2 separate regions of the Sus scrofa genome follow, and region 2 is linked to region 1. The links are chromatin contacts, called in public Hi-C maps. All regions are on one chromosome and are shown on one strand. Each heading gives the region's core, a stretch centred on a gene start, on an enhancer-like site or on the middle of the called end of the contact. The rest is flanking DNA. Distances are from core to core; before and after follow the strand shown. Region 1 holds the start of BSPH1 (binder of sperm protein homolog 1). Region 2 holds the start of CABP5 (calcium-binding protein 5).

Region 1 (6,645 bases), core at 411-2,910:
GGGTTAAGGATCTGGTGTTGCCGTGGGCTGTGGTGTAGGTTGCAGATGCGGCTCGGATCCCCTGTTGCTGTGGCTCTGGCGTAGGCCAGTGGCTACAGCTCCTATTAGACCCCTAGCCTGGGAACCTCCATATGCCGCAGGTGTGGCCCTAAAAAGCAATATATAATTTCCTTTATATATGTATAAAGGAAAAAGAAGAGGAGGGAAATCATAATTTTACTGTCAGCTTTACTGTTAATATTGTCAGCTGTCTCATTGCATGCAACTTCATAGTGTGATTTTATTTTTGCACCGAGACTTATAGAACATAATGAACTAGAAAATTCCTTTTGTGTCCTAAAAATGAAATACAAATCTTTCCAGATTTATTTATGTGCTCATTCATACTTAATGTATCTGATATTATAAATCTATACTTAATTTATTGATTTAGTTTACTTTTATGACCCCACCCACGGCATATGGAAGTTTCTGAACCAGTGCTTGAATCCAAGCCCCAGCCGTGAGCTATGCCACAGCTGCCGCAATGCCAGATCCTTAACCCACTGCACTGGGTGGGGGATTGAACCTGCACCTCTGCAGCAACCCAAACCATGGCAGTTGGATTCTTAACCCACTGTGTCACAGTGGGAACTCCTGTATTTTATTTTAAAATTCCACTAGTGACGGATGTCTTTGGATTGTGTTCTAATTTTTTTTTTTTTTTGGCTTTTTAGGGCCACACCCATGGTATAGGGAAGTTCCGAGGCTAGGGGTCGAATTGGAGCTACAGCTGCCGGCCTGTGCCACAGTCACAGCAATGCAAGATCCAAGCCACGTCTGTGACCTACACTGAAGCTCAAGGCAACACCGGATCCTTAACCCACTGAGCGAGGCCAGGGATCAAACCTGCATCCTCATGGATCCTAGTCAGGTTTGTTACCACCAAGCCATCACGGGAACTCCTTTCTTCTAATTTTTTGACTGTTATTAACCACGCTGAAATGAATATCCTTAACCTAATGCCATGCCAACTAAAACCCAGAGAGAGCCCAGAGGTGTCTCTTTTGTAACCACTACTAATGACCATTATTTTGGGAGGGGGTGGTTCTAACATATGTGATATTTCCAGAAGGAAATAACCTGTAAGCCTACAAAATACAACAAGCAAAATTATTTTATGACTGTATACTTAAAGTCTCTAGGAAAACTAGTAAAGACCTCTAGTTTTAGACAGAGAGTCAGGCTATCTGGCTGGATTTAAGATTGACACACAGGAGTTCCCACTGTGGCTCAGGGGGTTAAGGACCCAATGTTGTCTCTTTGAGGATGTGGTTCGATCCCTGGCCTCGCTCAGTGGGTTAAGGATCTGCCGTTGCTGTGAGCTGTAGTGTAGGTCACAGAATTGGCTTGGATCCTGTGTTGCTGTGGCTGGTGTAGGCCAACAGCTGCAGTTCCAATTCAGGCCCTAGACTGGGAACTTCCATATGCTGTGGGTGTGGTCTTAAAATAAAAAAAAAAAAAAGAGATAGACATACAACAGACAATAGGTTTTCCCTATACTGGTAAGAACCAACTAGATATTGATAGGCATTGATTTCTGTCATTCTATTTTACATTGCACGTTCCTAGAAAAATAGATCATGCAATGTGCTTGGTGGGAGACATGAGTATAGTGAAATGAGTGTCAGCTTCAAATTTTATTTTTCAGAAAGTGTAACTCACCTTCCAGAAGTCAAAGGTAAGCTGATCAGAAAACATGCACTGTTAAAGCACACTTTCTTTTAATCGTGTAAAAACGGAGATCAGTGGGGTGTCTCTGGTGAAAAAAAAATCTTCTTTCTTTTTTCGTCTTTTGTCTTTTTAGGGCTGCGCCTGTGGCATATGGAGATTCCCAGGCTAGGGGTCTAATTGGAGCTGCAGCTGCCAACCTACACCACAGCCATAGCAACGCGGGATCTGAGCCACATCTGCGACCTACACCACAGCTCACCACAACACCAGATCCTTAACCCATTGAGCGAGGCCAGGGATCGAACCCACAACCTCATGGGTCCTAGTCAGATTCGTTTCTGCTACACCATGACGGGAACTCCTTTTTTCTTTTTTTCTTTTTTTTTTAAATGTATTATAAGTAGCTTGTAAACATATAAAGAAAAATGAGAAAGATAAAACTATCTGACATTTCACCGGCACTGCATGTTTCTACTCTCTCAATGTCTGCTCATCTAATATGGAATATCTGATTTTGAAATGCATAGAGAATGGAGTTCCCTGGTGGCTCAGTGGGTTAAGGATCCAGCAGTGTTACTGCTGTGGCTCCAGTCGCTATGGTGCAAGTTCCGTCTCTGGTTCAGGAACTTCTGCTTGCTGTGAGCATGGCCAAATAAAAAAAAAAATTGTATAGAAAAATGTCCAGTAGTAACTAGGAACATTATAAGCAAAAATAGTGCTGGGGTGGAGAAAAAAACCTTGTATTATCAGATATTTAAATAAACCACAAATATAGTAATATAAATAGCCAAGTGTCAGCCTAGAAAGAATCAAAAAAGAGGAAGAAGAAGAAGAGGGAGACGGAGACAGAGGGAGAGGGGAGAAGAGTTAGAAATATTTTCTGTTGCTTGCTGGCTCCAGACCTGGTTCATTTTACCCCTATTTCCCTCCCCAATAATTTCTTTTTCTTTTCTTTCTTTCTTTTCTTTTCTTTTTTCTTTTTTTCCTTTTTAGGGCTGCACCTGTGGCATGTGGAAGTTCCCAGGCTAGGGGTCTCATCGGAGCTGTAGCCGCCAGCCTACACCACAGCCACAGCAACACGGGGATCGGAGCTGCCTCTGGGACCTACACCACAGCTCACGACCACGTCAGGTCCTTAAACCTACTGAGCGAGGCTAGGGATCGAACCTGCCTCCTCACGTGTACTAGTCAGGTTCACTACCGCTGAGCCACAACGGGAACTCCCCCTCTCCAATAACTTCAAGACCTTGAGAGAATACAGAATGGATCCCAGGATATGTTAGAATCTAATATATGGTATCCGATGCATGGATGTTTAACTACAGGTGGTTTATTTTACCATCAATATGCTGTATTAAATATCTACTTGGAAGAAAATTCAGGTGTACCCCTGTCTTGTATCACATACAAAAATAAATGCCTGTTTAATCAAATTTTAAATGTAAAAGAAACAAACATCATTTCATGTCAGGAGAAAATGGAGGAGAATAGTTTTAGACAGAGAGTCAGGCTATCTGGCTGGATATCAGATATCAGGCTATCTTGGACCCCTAACACGTCCGCATGTTATGGGCGTGGCCAACCCCCCCCCCAAATTTAGCAGGAGAGGCCCCTTAGCTCTGCTATCGCGGGACTCAGTGAGTTCTGGCTCTGATTTCCAAGGGCACCCCCTCCAGGCAGGAACGTAGCTTTGTGCCCTTTCCTCTCGGACCCCTAGAACGGGGTGAAGAATTTTTTTCTTTCCTCTAGATGGCAAGTGCGTCTTTCCATTCTACTACAGAGATGGACTCTTCCATGACTGCGTCAAGTTCAAGGCAAAACACAAGTGGTGCTCTTTGAATGGAACGTATCGAGGATATTGGAAGTACTGTTCTGAAGAAGGTGAGCATCTGGCCTCTGAACACACATTGGTCGTTTTAGTCTCGGGGGGGCTGCGGAGGGTCAGTGGGGTCACAAGAGGGCTCTGAAAAGGGAATCCACAGGCAATGAAATTGTGAAAAGAAGGTATGCGGAGGCCTCCGACAGTAGGAAACTCACATTGCACCAAACATCTGAGTGCTTCAACCCTGCTGCCTTGAAAAGAAACCTTTCAGCAGAACCTCGGGTCCTCGCGAATAGTGTTCCCAGGCACTCTTGGTGCAGCAGGGCAGAGCAGAGGATGCTGAGTGGGAAGGGGGTGTGTGTGTGTGTGCATGTGTGTGTGGTGTGTGTGTGTGTGAGGGTGAAGAGAATCTATAAGATAGAGTTTTTTTAACTGAATGCATTTTCTTACATTTATAGTTACACAACCATCAGCACAACCCAAATTTATAGCATTTCCATCCCAAACCCCCAGCCTATTCCGGCCCCCAACCCAGCCTGTCTCCTTTGGAAACCATAAGTTTTTCAAAGGCTGTGAGTCCATATCTGTTGTGCTAAGAAGTTCGTCGTATCCTTTTTTTATTTTTTAATTTTTAAATTTTTTTATTTTTTTGCTTTTTGGGGCCTCACCTGTGGCATATGGAAGTTCCCACAGGCTAGGGGTTGAGTCAGAACTACAGCTGCCAGCCTACACCACAGCCACAGCAACTCAGGATCCAAGCCGCATCTTCGACCTACACCACAGCTCACGGTAACGTCAGATCCTTAACCCACTGAGCGAGGCCAGGGATCGAACCCGAATCCTCATGGTTACTAGTTGGATTCATTTCCACTGAGCCACAACCGGAATTCCCACTGTATCCTTTTTTTAGATTCCACATATAAGTGATTGCCTATGATGCTGATGTCTCACTGTCTGCTTAACTTCTCTTAGCATGATAATTTCTAGATCCATCCGTGTTGCTACTGATGCCATTATTTCATTCCTTTTTATGGCTGAGTCATATTCCATTGTGTATCTGTACCCCATCTTCTTGATCCACTCCTCTGTCGATGGGCATTTAGGTTGCTTCCGTGTCTTGGCTGTTATGTATAATGCTGCAATGAACAGTATCTCTTTGAGTCATGGGTACGAGTATCTCTTTGCGTCATGGTTTTCTCTGGATAGATGCCCAGGAGTGGCCAAAACAGAGGGCTTATTTTGATTGCTTCTCCTTTCTCTGTAGACTTCGCCAGATGTGTGTTTCCCTTCTGGTACAGACACCTGATATACTGGGAATGTACCAGCGACGGAGATGCATTTGGGAAAATGTGGTGTTCGCTGACCCAGAATTATAACAAGGACAAGGTTTGGAAATACTGTGATTAAGGGTGAGATCTGGCGGTGGGACGACGAAGAGGTTGACGCGTTCTCTCGGCAAAGGAGCTACCGTTTTGGTTGCCAGAAGAGGAGGTGAGACCCTCATGAAAAAGATTTTTCCTGAGATGCGAGTGGAAGGTGATCTGACTGTAAATCAGTTGGGGGTTGGATAAGGGACTAGGACAGTTCGCTATGGAAACCTGTATTTTAGCCTCGGCCCTTTTACTTGCTAACTGTGTCCCATTAGGTCCCTAAAGAAATGTATGGATTCTGGTGACAAAGATGTGTCAACGCAGGTTCAGCGAGCGTAATGAACTTTGGTCACGGGGGAGGCTGTGCGTGTGTTGGGGCACAGGCGGCCTGGGAAATCTCTGTATCTTCTGCTCGATGTTGCTGTGAAACGCCAACTGCTCTGGAAAATAAAGGCCATTAAAATGCATTCCCTGCATGAATGATGTTTTGAACAGAAAAGTGCGAAAACGCAGCTCCGCTATGAACCCTGTGACGCAGGGGGTGAGGCTGGACGGGCTGCGTCCATGGCACAAGACATGGCTGTTTACCCCACGGTGGCATCATCATTTTCTGGATCCATTCAGGAAAGAAGCAAGTTTTTTTGTTTGGGAGTCACGCCCCAGACACAGGGAAGTTCCTGGGCCAGAGATCGAACCCACGCTGCATCAGTAACCAGAGCCACGGCTGTGAAAACTCCAGATCCTTAACCGGCTGAGCCACCAGGGAACTCCAGGAGACAAGCACGTTGTGTGCATCCAGTTATAATTGAACACCTGTTCACTGAACACCTGTGACAGACACCATGCTATGAGCTTCACACATCACTGTTACCTTTCCAACAACCCCCGAAGGGAAATGTTGGTGTCACCATTTTCAGAAACTGTGGATCAAGTGAATTAACTAATTTGCAAAGAGTTACGTGGCTATAAGACTTTTATGATATAAAAAGGGAGTAAGATCAAACAGCTAAACTGAGGATGACCTCATGACCCAGAAGTTCCACTCCTGGACATAGACCCAAACAAATTGAAAGCAGGGACTTGAACAAACAATTTGATGCCTTTGATCTTTTCAGCATTACTCAAGTTGCCAGAAGAGGGAAACAGTGCAAGTGCCAGCAACAGACGAGTGGGTAAACAAAACTGTGGTGTACTCCAAGTCCGTGATTTTCTTTGCTGTGCAAAGGTTCCTTTGTGCCATATATTAGATTCCGGTTATAAGTGATATCATATGGTTTTTGTCTTTCTTTTTCTGACTGACTTCACTCAGTATGAGAGTCTCTAGTTCCATCCATGTTGCTGCGAATGGCATTGTGTTGTTCTTTTTTACAGCTGAGTAGTATTCCATTGCGTATATATACCACATCTTCCTAATCCAATCATCTATCAGCGGACATTTGGGTTGATTCCATGTCTTGGCTGTTGTGAAGAGTGCTGCAATGAACACGCAGGTGCATGTGTCTTTTTAAAGGAGAGTTTTGTCCGGCTGTATGCCCAAGAGTGGGACTGCTGGGTCATATGGTAGTTCTATGATATATGGTAGTTCTATGTATAGTTTTCGAAGATACCTCCATACTGTTCTCCATAGTGGCCATACCAGCTTACATTCTGGGAACTCTGTCTAGTCATTTATGATAGAACCTGTAATGTGAGAAAAAAGAATGTATACATATAAAAAAAAACTGGTATAGTGACACAGTG
Region 2 (6,543 bases), core at 3,346-5,845, 48 kb before region 1:
CGATGAAATTGCTTTCCTATCTATCAGTCCTCTCACACTCAGCGCTTCATCGTTTGAAGAGTTCTTTTCGATAAAAAAAGAGTTCTTCGTCCTGAGCATTTTAGGTCAGCTACTGCATTTCTTTCTCAACTGTAGTTGATGTTCTTGCTACTAAGTTTTAGAATTCCTTGGCTAGTTTCCCTCACTGGTGGTTCTGTCCTCTGTGTCAGCTAGAGGATCGGTGCCCAGAGACACACTGCCCTGAGCTGCAGTGGGACAGCTGTCACCATCCTCCTTCCAAAGAACAGGAAATCTTAAATTAACATTGCAGTTCTGGGAGTTCCCATTGTGGCTCAGTGGGTTAAGGATCTGCTATGGCAGCAAGCTGCAGCAGGTTGCTGATGCAGCTCGGATCCATCATTGCTGTGGCTATGGTGTCGGCCAGTGGCTGTGGCTCCAATTTGACCCCAGTGGGAACCTCCATATGCCTTGGGTGTGGCTGGAAGAAGAAGAAAGAGGAAAAAAAGCACTTTCCAGAGTTCCTTGGTGGTCTTTTGAATAGGATTTGGCACTCTCACCACTGTGGCCCCAGTTTTGATCTCTGGTCTGGGAACCGAGGTCCCTGAATCAAGCTCCTGCACGTTGTAGCCAAGAGAAGAAAAAAACAAAAACAAACCCAAACTATTTCTTTTGGGATGTCTTCTGGTCCTTCAAAATCTAGCATGTGCTTTTCTGATTAGAAGCAGACTTTTGGAGTTCCCTGCTGGCTCAGTGGTTTAAGGATCTGGCATCGTCACTGTTTTGGCTCAGGTTACTGTTGTGGCATGATTTCAATCCCTGGCCTGGAAACTTCCTTGCAAGCGCGCAGCAAGATAAAAGAAGAAACAGACTTTGATTTAAAGGCAAAACTCCTATTTTTTGTTTGTTTGTTTTTGGCTGTTCCTGCTGCATGTAGAAGTTTCCAGGCCAGGGATCAAACCTGAAGCATAGCAGCGACCCCAGCTACTGCAGTGGCAACGCTGGTTACTTAACCCACGTGCCGCAAAGGAAGTCCCAGAACTCCTGTTTTTAAAATCTGATTTCTTTATTGAATGTCTCACTCATGCTCCCCATCAGGAAGTTGGGGTCCCCTGGTGACAAGTGATGGGAACAGCATTTGTTGGGTAGTTGATGAAGCCAGCGCTGCACTTGTTCACACTCACTCACCTTCATAAAAATTGAACGTCCCCATTTTCCAGATGGGGAAATAGCACCCCAGGGAGTGTAACTGGCCCTGGGTCCTGATTGGGAGCTGGACCTTGAACCCCCCAGTCTGGCTCTAGAATCCACATCCTGACTCTGTGCTCTTGTGCCTCTCAGCCTTAATAATAATGATAAAAGCACACCCAGCAGCTACCGGCTCAAGCCCTTAATTGCTTTCTTGAATTTTTACCATGCCCCATTGCTTAGCCCCCCATTGTATGGATCAGGAAACTGAGGCCACAGGTGCAGGCCTGAGGAGGAGACTTTGGATGGGAAACTGGGGTGGGCTGGGGGCTGGACCGCCACCAGGTCCCATCATGGCCCCGCCTCCGCCAGGTGGACAGCGAGAAGGGCATCTCCCTTCGCTTCCCTCGGTTTATTCGAGTCCGTGACGACAAGAAGCCGGAAGAGGCCACCACCAGCGCTCAGGTGAGGCCCTGGGTAGAGGGGTGGGTCTGGGCCTGGAAGGGCCTGGAAGGCAGTGGGCAGCCCAGGGCTCCTGACCCGCCCACCACCGACCTCTCCCCTCAGGTGGCCTGTCTGTACCGGAAACAAAGTCAGATTCAGAACCAGCAAGGCACAGGGCCCGACTCCGACCAGGAAGATTTCTACTAGCCCTCCCAGAGGCTGCGGGCAGAGGGTGGCAGCAGCGTCGCCTCTTGCTCAGCGCATCTGGAGTTGCCGTCTGTGTGGGTTGTGTGTGTGAAGGGGTTGTTTCAGCTGGAGTCTGGGGGGCGGTCCGTTTTTTTTTCAATAAATAATTATTGACCACCTTCTCTGTGTCCGTGCTGGGCTCGAGGTGGGGCACAGCCTAACAGCTCGCCGGTAACAGTGTGCCAGGAGCCGTCTAGACCGGCTCCTGCCAGGACAGCTCTGCCATGCCGGGAATGTCCCGCGTCCACGCTGTGTGGAATGACAGCCACCAGCCACGTGTGGCTGTTGAGCCCTTGAAGTGGGGCCAATACAACTCAAAAACGTTAAGTAATTTTCACTGAAATAGCCTCGCGGCTACCTGATTGGCTGTCTGAACTCTGCACAAGAACTCTAACCTCCCTCTGGCCAGAGCCACATTTCCTAGGTGAAGAAGCACCGAGGACAGGAGAGGCTTCTGAGGGCTGCAGCCGGGAGGGCCAACGCCAGGCTTCTGACTTAGCGGCGTGGCCCCAGGCCCCACAGCGTTCAGGTGCGGTCCCCATCCTGTTGGGAGACAGTAAATGCGGTGTCTCGTGCAAGACTCCCACCTCTGCTGCCCACCATCTGGGGGCCAGGTGTGGCCTCCGAATCCTCAGCACCGTGTTCCAGACCTGACCAGGAAGCAGGCAGTAGATGGACCTCTTTTCCTCATCCTTCCATCCCCAGCCCATAGCACAGCTCCTGGTGCGTAGTCAATGCTGGTTTTCCTGATCAAAAAGGAGACCTGGTTGCAGCAGTCCCTCCTTTCTTCCTGCCCTGACTGTGGATGTGATGGTCGGTGCTGGGGCTGCCATCTTGTGATCCTGAGGAATGAGCCAGGAGAGTCACAGATAAAGTCATCCTGACAAGCCTCAACCAGTGAACCAAGAGCAGCAGCTGCCTAACCAGACCTTTTGTCCTGGGGTGGGATGGATGTGGGAGAAAAAAGAACTAAATTCCACTGTGATCTCTGTTTCTCATAGTTAAAAGAGCTCTGCCTTGAAGGACTGGCAAATTAATGTACATCCACATATACCAACTTCAAAAACTTAAGGCAAGATATTTGATTAGACATTAAAAATCATGTGTCAAGGGTCCCAGTGACTGTCCACCCCTGCAAGGAGCCCCGTGGTTCCCTTAGGTTGGAACTGGGTCTTCCTAAGGGAAGCAGGGCTGGGGACCCACTCTTTTTTTGGTCTTTTTGCCATTTCTTGGGCCGCTCCCGTGGCATATGGAGGTTCCCAGGCTAGGGGTCGAATCAGAGCTGTGGCTGCCGGCCTACGCCACAGCCACAGCAACGCCGGATCGGAGCCTCATCTGCAACCCATACCACAGCTCACAGCAACACCAGATCCTTAACCCACTGAGCAAGGCCAGGGATCGAACCCACAACCTCATGGTTCCTAATCGAATTCGTTAACCACTAAGACACGACAGGAGCTCCTGGGGACCCACTCTTACTCCCCACGCCCCTCTGGGCCCCGTGCACATACTCCCCAAGCAGCTTTGTCCCTCTGCTGGGTCCAGGCAGGGACATCTTCACTCACCTGCAACCCTCGTGACAGCCCCACTGATGAGGTGCGTTTACTACCCGCCTTGAACAGATGAGGGCTCTGAGGCACAGGGTTGCAAGGGTGTCACGCTTGTGTCCCCTGAACTAGAGAATGTGTTCTGATGTCCCTCCCCCCCAGCATGCTGGTTATTCGTGTGTCCCTCTCTGTACCGAAACCCACGAGTGTATCCCAGTGCCTCCAATTCCAACCCAGCACCAGAGAGCTCCCTCTCCCTCTTCCCCTTTCTGTATTAGGAACCTTTTCCACCAGTGAGGAAGCTGATTCCTTTTATCCTTGATATAATCTTACATGTAACCAACCACTCGCCCTTCTCCGTGGCCATCCCACCCCTGTGGGGGCGCCTTTCTTGCCATGATGTGGCATCAACACCCGACACCACACTGCCTCCCTGAGCGGGCACCCTCCTCGCAATGCTGACGGCACAGACCCTGCCCCAGGCGATGTGATACCTGCAGGCGAATACCCTGGTCACTCTGCTCGAGCTCCAGTATCCACCCCAGGCTGCTTGCTCCTCTGTGGGTTCACCCTCACCCCACCCCCCCACCCCAGCACAGCTGCCCCTCCGTGGAGAGGCCCTTCGCACCCCTAGTTAAATTTTGGCACCCCGCACCGATGGCCTCTAGTCCCCTCCACATCCCGTGCAGACACCCTGTTGCCTCCTTGGGCTCTGAGCAACCCCGCCAGGGTAGACACCTGCCTTGCCCCTCCCACTTGAATTATTCAGGAAGAAACGAAGGGAAGAGGTGAGCAGAGGGAGGGCAAATACTACCCTCTTAACCACTACATCCCTCTATCCCTGAAGTCAGGGTGTCCCACGGTTTTTGCATTCTGCTCATTTACACTCATTCCTGATTTATTAGCGTGAAGCCAGGGGCCATGTCCTCTCCATCTGCACATGCACGGAGGTCGGGCTTAGACCGATCACACAGTGTGCCTGCCGGAACGTTGTAGGAATGGATGCCCTCTGCTCTAATCCCCTTTTTTGAAACTATCCTTCTGATTCCATTCTGGGGATAAAAGGTCAGAGGCTGACACTGGCTCCCCCTCCAGTCTCCCCCAAGCCAGATGGGGAGGCAGGAACAACCCTGATCCCTCCCCATCCTGGGAAAGATATTCCGACCCAGCTGTCACTGCTCTAAGGGAGTCGAGGTGACTGAGGGAGAGGTCAGGAGAGGTGGGAAGAGCTGGTGAAGGCGTGGTGGAGAGAAGGAGGCCGAGCCAACACAGAGGACGGGAAAGAGGGGAAACATCCTGCGATCGGCGCCTGGTGAGCCGTCGTGCCCCCTCCATGCAGTTTCCCATGGGCCCCGCCTGCATCTTCTTAAGAAAAGGCATCGCTGAGAAACAGCGGGTGAGGTTGCGGGGGGGGGGGGGCAATGGGGAAGGGTCGGGGGCGCATCTTCTTAAGAAAAGGCATCACTGAGAAACAGCGGGTGAGGTGGGGGGGTGGTGGGGAAGGGTCGGGGGCAGGACAAAGGGAGCAGGGATGCGGGGAAGAGGAGGGACAGGGCAGGTGCAGCAGGAGAGGGGGAGCAGATGGGAAGAGCATGAGCTGAGATGGGAGAGGAACTCCAGGGACCATGGTGGGGACACGTGGGTCAGTGATACGGGTGAGGCTGAAATCAGAAGTTGGGACCAAAAGATGGAAGACGAAGAAGGAGATAGAAAATAAAACGATGTCATTGTTGATCATTATCATCATCCTTTTCTTTGAACCCCCATGGGGATGGCGGTGGCAGTGGGGATGGTGGCGGTGGCGGTGGGTGGAGATGATGGTTTTGATGGTCGTGATGACAGTAGCTGCCACTTATTCAGTCTTTGCCGTGTGCCCAGACTTGTACAAAGAGCTCTGTCTTCTGATGTCATTTAATCCTCAGAATGACTCATAAGGTCCATAATACTTCCATTCCCATTTTAGGGATGTGGAAAACTAAGGCTCTGAATCATGAAGTCCCTTGCTTTAAGCTTATATGGTTAGTATGTGGCGGGGCCAGGTCTACCTGCTTCCAATGAGCATGCTTTTGTTAGTCTTTAAGATCGAGAGAGGGATAGAAAGAGAGAGATTTGAGGGGAAGGGGAGAGTAAGAAAGAGAAGCTGGGGAGAGGTCTCCCGGGACAAAGGCAGATAGGAGGGTGAAAGAGGCCAGAGGCTGATGGAGTTTTCTAGGTGGAGTGCCATATACCCAACCCTGACCCTAGTGCCATGGACCCAAGCCTGACCCTGCAGGTATGTCCAGGCATGGGTGGTGGCAACACGAATGGAAATTCTGAAAGCTTTTAGGAGTTGGTCATGCTGGCAGCGATCATGCCTGGGTGCCCCTAGGAGAAAGCACAGAGGAAAAGAGTCAATGAGATAGAGTAGAAAGAATTCTGACCCAGCCAGGAGCCCTGAATTCAAATACCCATTCTCAATGCACCTGACTGGCTGCATGACCTCAAGTGACTGCTTTGGGAGGGCATCTGCCACTTAGGAGCTGGGTGACCTCAGGCAGCTTCCTTAACCTCTCTGTCCCTCGGCCTCCTCTTAAGATGGGAATAAGATTTGGCTCTCCCTCCTGGAGTGGTTCTGAAGTTTAAATGCAATGGTTGTGGAAGCCTGGTACCGTCAGCGCTCACTCGGAAACAGGATCAAATGGCTGTGATTCAAAGCCTGGCTTTCTTCATCCAGAGAAGCGGGGACTGAATTCCGTGGCCTCCCAGATCCCTTTCAGCACAAGCAGATGGCTGTCTGTCTGGGAAGGGCAGCAGGAAAGGGACTAAGGTTCAAGGATGGGGGTGAGGATGTGTGAAGGAATGAGGAAGAGCATAGCCACGGCATGGGAGTCAGCAGATGGGAGCAAGACAGAGTGGAGCACAGAGGAAGGGGGACCGGGAAAGGACGGGGAGCGCCTTGGACAGAGAAGATTTGTTCGGAGAATGGAACGGAATCCCTCACCTCTCTCCAAATCCCCTCCCTGCTGCCCTCCTTTCCAGGAAAGACCGCTGGGACCAGATGAGATTGAAGGTAACGCTCTCCCTCCAACGCGCTCCTGTTGCCATCCACCCACTTACCCCTCTCTGTTCCCTTGTGCATCTC

What was found. Hi-C and Micro-C count contacts between places; a contact is called where the count stands out from the background.
Region 2: a contact with region 1 is called in a Hi-C map of epiblast stem cells, with 2.6 times the contacts expected there. The contact joins the promoter of CABP5 here to the promoter of BSPH1 in region 1. A contact is called at or near these places in 4 of 47 Hi-C or Micro-C datasets (embryonic fibroblasts, epiblast stem cells and liver).

The regions. Positions count from the first base shown.
Region 1 is chr6:53,565,297-53,571,941 of Sscrofa11.1, reverse strand. BSPH1 (binder of sperm protein homolog 1) reads left to right here and starts at 1,660. Exons shown (of 3, transcript XM_021097555.1): 1 at 1,660-1,720; 2 at 3,463-3,594; 3 at 4,800-5,608. The coding sequence starts at 1,660. The coding sequence ends at 4,942.
Region 2 is chr6:53,615,934-53,622,476 of Sscrofa11.1, reverse strand. CABP5 (calcium-binding protein 5) reads left to right here and starts at 4,595. Exons shown (of 7, transcript XM_013998554.2): 1 at 4,595-4,818; 2 at 6,441-6,471. The coding sequence starts at 4,756. LIG1 (DNA ligase 1) reads left to right here. Exons shown (of 28, transcript XM_021094649.1): 27 at 1,558-1,650; 28 at 1,753-1,994. The coding sequence ends at 1,836.